2 separate regions of the Sus scrofa genome follow, and region 1 is linked to region 2. The links are chromatin contacts, called in public Hi-C maps. All regions are on one chromosome and are shown on one strand. The core of a region is the stretch at or near the end of the contact, and the rest is flanking DNA. Distances in the headings are between cores, read along the strand shown. Region 1 holds the start of HP1BP3 (heterochromatin protein 1-binding protein 3). Region 2 holds the start of PINK1 (serine/threonine-protein kinase PINK1, mitochondrial).

Region 1 (2,958 bases), core at 242-2,741, 140 kb after region 2:
CTATCTTCCAAAATTAAACTAGTCACGTCTAACTTCACTCTAAGACAAGCCGGCTTGTCAGTAAAGTTCCAGGCGAATTCCTGGGTATATTTCTAACTAATTTTCACTTTTCAATGTAACGAAAAGTCAGGAAGCATAATAAACCACAGAGAGAAAATGCCTATGCGGAGAGGGCGGTAAGGTTCACCTTGCGCAGTCCTTTGTGCAGGGGAGCGCACTCCCTCAAAAAAGTTGTGACTCGTTCTCCATCACAGTAGTCAATTCGGTATCAAAACTCTGAAACCGGGCTCTCACTCGACCACTCCTGCCTCCATCTCTATACAAACGCTCCTAGTCACAAGTTGGACTTTGTTAACTAGAACCACACCGTCTAAGGAGCGGTGAGCAACAAGCTCTAGGAAAGCCATACGGGAAAACGAAAGCTTAGGCCCGCGTCGCAGCAGCAGCGGCAGCGGCAGCGGCAGCAACAGCAAAAGGCTTTTCAGGGACGCCAACAGCTGACAGCGCGCCCAGACCGCCGAGAGACTGGGCAAAGACCAGCAGAGACAAAGGCAGGGAGCGGCCGGTGTGCTGCGCGAGCACAAGGCGGGGGAGAGCGGAGCTAAGATGAAGACTGCGAGGCCAAGGAGGGCGGGCTCAGCGGCGGCGGACACCGAGGACACCGGCTGACAGCTCGGGCTCACGCTGCGGAAGGCACGCTGGGAGGCCCACGCCGCGATCCGGGCAGCGCCCGCCCGCGCGAGCCAAGAAGCGGCGGACCGTGGGCACCAACGCCCCGCGCACTCACCGCTGGGAGCTCCGTAATGGCGGCGGCGGCGGCGGCAGGGGCGGAGAACCCGGGGGGGCGGGACCGCCGCAGCCAGTCACCGCCGCCGGCATCTTTCGAACCGGCCCGGAAAACCGCTGAGGGAGTGGGGTGAAGGGGAGGGCGGGGGCGGACGTCGGGGGTCCACCGCGGGGCTCCGGAGCATGCGCAAACTCTCAGCCAATCGGAGCGGGCGGGAGGACGCCAGCGCAGGCGCACTGGGACGCAGGGCCCTCGATCAGGGAAGAGCTCCCCCACCTTCCCCTAGTCCAAACAAAACAAGGGCGGGAGCGCGCGTGCCAGAGGGCCCCGGAGGAGGCTTCAGCTCAAGGGGCAGGGGGCTAGGTCGCAGGGGGGAGGGATGGGGGGGGCGGAGCGGCCGGGGAAGGCAGACAAAAGGCACCACCTCCAGGGACGCGGGCGCCCCGCCCCCTCCGCTCAGGGAGCGGCGGCGGCGCCCCGGGCAAGCGTCCTCTGCCACTCGCCTTCGGGTCTAGCCGACCCGCGCCCACTCCCCGTCCGCCTGTTCCGTACTGCGTTACCTCTGCGCTCCCCCCTTCCTGGCGCCCGCGTCCCGCACAGCTTCTCAACGCCGCTGTCGTAGCCGCTCGTCACCACCGCCGCCGCTGTCCTCCAGGCCCAGCCGCCGAGCTCTGCCGCCCCGCCCCCCTGCCCGCGGCCCCGCGCGCGCGCTCGCGCGCGCCCCCTTTGCCAGCCCCGCCCCCCCCGCGCGCCGGTGGCCGCGCCCCGAGCCCGCGGGAGCGAAGGGAGCGCGCGAGATTTGCCTCCCCGGTCGGGCGCGCGGGGGCGCGAGAGGGCGCTCCGGGACGCGGGGACGACCCGGCTGGGGTCTGTGTCCGCGCGCAGCTTTCGCCGGCGCTGTGCTAGTGGCGCGCGTTAGCTTGGGTGGTGAGGTTTCGCTTCCTCGGAAGGACACTCTTTTCACTTACACTTCTGTGGTCTATTTCAGTCCCCGGTCTTAACTGGGCTTTGGCTTTGGCGATCCGCCTGCCTGCCGTTAGAGGGGTTGGCATTTCCCGCTTCTCAGTTTAGCTTCTTTGAAGACCGTGGAATAATTAGGAATTCAGCGGAAAGTTCATTTCCTCTCATTCGTTCCCATTAAGTATCCATACAGTACAGGGCAGAGTAATGGCTCAGGAAAAGAACTGTGAAAGTTGATTTTCTAATCATGAGTCTTCCCTGGCTCCCTAATCCGCAAACGCGGGAGGGTTCTCAACAAGGAAACCTTGGGATTAGAAAACGGAATTCCCTAGGAAATGTCATATTAGGTTGGTATCAGCGTACTTAGGCTACGTATTGTTAAAAAGTGTAACTTTTCAAAATCAGTTTGGGAAAATTCGATGTATCTCCAATAGTAGGTGTTTTGTCGGGGGTAGAGAGGGTTTGGGTAATGAATATAGGGAAATAATAAGCACAATTGCCTTGAGGCTCACAGTAGTATGACTAATTCTCAAATGCATGTTCCTGTCATTTTAAAGATTTGTGAAATCATTTAGCTCAGTCCTCAGGCTCTGCCATTAACTGTCTCACCAGCCTTCCCAGGTATAGCCATCTACTCCATCTGTTCCAAGATCAGCTGTATAAAAATTTAACCACCACACCACCACCAATTCTTTACAAGGTGTTATCATTAACATCCCGATTACATTACCAGTGCCCTGGTGTTCTAGTGTCAGGCTAAACATGTTCACAAGGGGTTTTGGTTACTTTGTGCCATTTCTTCAACCTACTCATTTCCTTATCAACATTTCTATCTTTTGTCTCCCCCCCCCCTTTTCCCTCTTTTTTGGCTGCCCTGTGGCTTATGGAGTTCCTGGGCAGCGATCAGACCTGAGCCTAGATTTTTTTTTTTTTTAATTTGCTTTCTTTTTTTTTTTTTTGTCTTTTTGCCTTTTTTCTTGGGCCGCTCCCATGGCATATGGAGGTTCCCAGGCTAGGGGTTGAATCGGAGCTGTAGCCACCAGCCTATGCCAGAGCCACAACAACGCAGGATCCGAGCCATGTCTGCGACCTACATGGCAATGCTGGATTGTTAACCCACTGAGCAAGGGCAGGGATCGAACCCGCAACCTCATCGTTCCTAGTCAGATTTGTTAACCACTGCACCACGACGGGAACTCCTGAGCCCAGAT
Region 2 (2,849 bases), core at 242-2,741:
CCACGTTGCTTTGGCAGTGGCGTAGACCAGCAGCTACAGCTTAGATTAGACCCTGATCCTGGGAACCTCCATGTGGTTCGGGTGCAGCCCTAGAAAAGACAAAAAGACCAAAAAAAAAAAAAATTTCACCAATTCAAAGTGGATCTTTCTGCAGTTGCCTTGTTTTTATTCCTATTTACTCTCATTCTTTCTTACAACTTTACAGCCCAGAAACAGGGCTGTGCTAAAGGTCGCAAATGAGTCCTGAAATAAATAGGTTAGACTGTGTCTTTCTATTCAAGAAATGCTGAGGTGGGTCTCAGGCTAGACGAAGGTCCCCTTGCCCTGAAGGTCATCTGTGACACATGGCCATACCTTCAAAAACATTTTAACATCTCTTCCAGGGCCTCTTACCCACAACCAGCCTTAAGGGTAAGGAGATTGGAGGTACTCATGATTACAGGAACGTTTTTTTAAATGGCAGCACCACAAAATATACCTCCTTAGCCTGGGGAAGGCTTGGTTCCTTGTTAAAGAATAACCCACTGACCAAATAAATCATGTAGATCTTGTCTGGATCCCAATTTGAACAACTGTAAAATAAAACAACAGGGAAATCTGAATATTGATTGGATAGTAAATGATATTGTGAAGTTAATGGTAATATTTTTAGAGGTGACAATATCATTTATGTTTTGTAAAAAAATAGTTCTCTCTCAATAGATATTTAAGTATTTATAAATGAAATGATATGATATATGGGATTTGCTTTAAAGATGGGAGAATGGAAAGTAGGAAGATATGCACAGGTGACTAAATAATGACTATTTGTTGATAATTGTTGAAACTGGATAATTGGGTACATGGGGTTCACTATAGTTTTCCATTATTGTATTTGTAAATTCTCTTTTTAAAAAAGGCAAGAGAAAGAAAGAAAAATCACTCAGTACAAATTCCTTATCAGCCATTCCAACAGCAGCTTTGGGTAACAAGGCTCTACCACCAACATGCTGTGTGACTTTGTGAGTTGATCCACATCTCAGGGACTCTGTTCACTAATCTGAAAAAAGTGGCCTAAGGGTGAGATTTCTCTCCGGGGCCTGTGGGCTTGTTGAGACGAGTGGAAGGGCATCAGGGGCAAGGACTCAGCAATCAGGGCAATGCAAACTTTAACCTCAGCTCTGATACTGCATATGACCTTGGACTGTCACTGCCCTGTTTTTTTCTTTTTCCTCAGTTTTCTTATCTATAAAAACGACCTTCCTATCTCATTGGTAGGAAAATTAACAAACGTAGATTCTGGCACCGTCGGTAAGGGGTAATAATTATTCATTTCTCTTCTCAATTTCTCGATTTTGCCCAGAACCAAGGATGTTGACAGGATCTCCCTGACAATGCAATCTTTAGATCCTGGGTGCAAGAGCAAGAAACTACCCGCCGCGCAGATGCGCGAACAGCGCCCTCGTGCGCGCACAGCGGAGAAACAGCCAGAGAGGCGGCCCCGCCCATTGGCGCCCGCGCCTGCGCAAAGGCGCCGACCCGAAGTTTGTTGTTGTGACAGGCGTCCCGGCCTCCTGCGGCTCGGAGGAGACCCAGCCGCGGCACCATGGTGGTGCGACAGGCTCTGGGCCGGGGCCTGCAGCTAGGCCGAGCGCTGCTGCTGCGCTTCACAGCCAAGCCTGGCCCGACCTATGCCTGGGGGCGGCCCGAACGCCCGGGCCCAGCGGCGGGCTGGGGCCGCGGAGAGCGCCCTGGCCCTGCCGCGGGACCCGGAGCGGAGCCGCGCAGGCTCGCGCTCGGGCTCCCCGGCCGCTACCGCTTCTTCCGCCAGTCAGTGGCCGGGCTGGCGGCGCGGCTCCAGCGACAGTTCGTAGTGCGGGCCCGGGGCGGCGCGGGCCCTTGCGGCCGGGCTGTCTTTCTGGCCTTCGGGCTGGGGCTGGGCCTCATTGAGGAGAAGCAAGCGGAGGGTCGGCGGGCGGCCTCCGCCTGTCATGAGATCCAGGTGAGCGCCGGCCGCGGGCGGGGGTCGGAGCGGGAGCGGGAGTCGGGCTGCGGGCGGGGCTAAGTGTGTGGGCGGGTCTTGGGTGGGTGTGGGGTGGGGCTAAGTGTGGGCGTGGTGAAGGCGGAGCTGGGAGGCATTAACTGATTTGGGGCCCTGGGTCAGGGTTTACCTTTGTCCGAGCTGGAAATTCCTTGACATCACTGATTAAGGCTCATTTTCGATGTCACTGATCTCCTGACCTGGGGCTTAACAGCTCACTTTTTACTGTTTTCCCTTCCTTCAAACAGCATATTTTGGAAGTTATGTTAATAACCACTCATGTTGCACCTTGGCCAATAACTTTCTGTAAATTTTCAGAAATTTAAGGACAACTAAGACATAATACTTATATTCCTGTGGTTGGTTGTCATCCCTAATTTATGGATGAGGAAACACACTCAGAGAAGTGAAAGGTGGTGTAAATTGCTGAAAGTCACACAGCTCATAAAGGGCAGTGCCCCAAGTCTGATTTTACAAAGCCTGTGCCGTTAACCACTGCTCCAGCCAGGCTCCTTCCACAGTTTAGCCAAATCAGAAGTGACACAGTGACTGATATTAATGACAGATCTGAAGCTTCAGCAAAAACCAAGAACAGCAAGAGAAGATAGCAGACCTGCTTTATTTTTATTCAATGAATTTCATTGTATTTATAGTTGTGCAACCATAATTACAGCCTAATTTTATTTATTTATTTGTAAAGCAAAAGCGTTTATTAAGGCGTCAGAGGGTGGCTGAGCTCAAGATGGCACCAGCCCTGACTGTGAGGAGGTGCTAGGCTTATAAAGAATCTGTCACAGCCTAATTTTACATTGCCATCCCAAACCCCCAG

What was found. Hi-C and Micro-C count contacts between places; a contact is called where the count stands out from the background.
Region 1: a contact with region 2 is called in a Hi-C map of liver, with 4 times the contacts expected there. The contact joins the promoter of HP1BP3 here to the promoter of PINK1 in region 2. A contact is called at or near these places in 2 of 47 Hi-C or Micro-C datasets (heart right ventricle and liver).

The regions. Positions count from the first base shown.
Region 1 is chr6:79,006,430-79,009,387 of Sscrofa11.1, forward strand. It overlaps HP1BP3 (heterochromatin protein 1-binding protein 3), which reads right to left and starts at 1,492. Exons shown (of 12, transcript XM_021097635.1): 1 at 1,348-1,492.
Region 2 is chr6:78,861,704-78,864,552 of Sscrofa11.1, forward strand. PINK1 (serine/threonine-protein kinase PINK1, mitochondrial) reads left to right here and starts at 1,492. Exons shown (of 8, transcript XM_021095478.1): 1 at 1,492-1,981. The coding sequence starts at 1,586.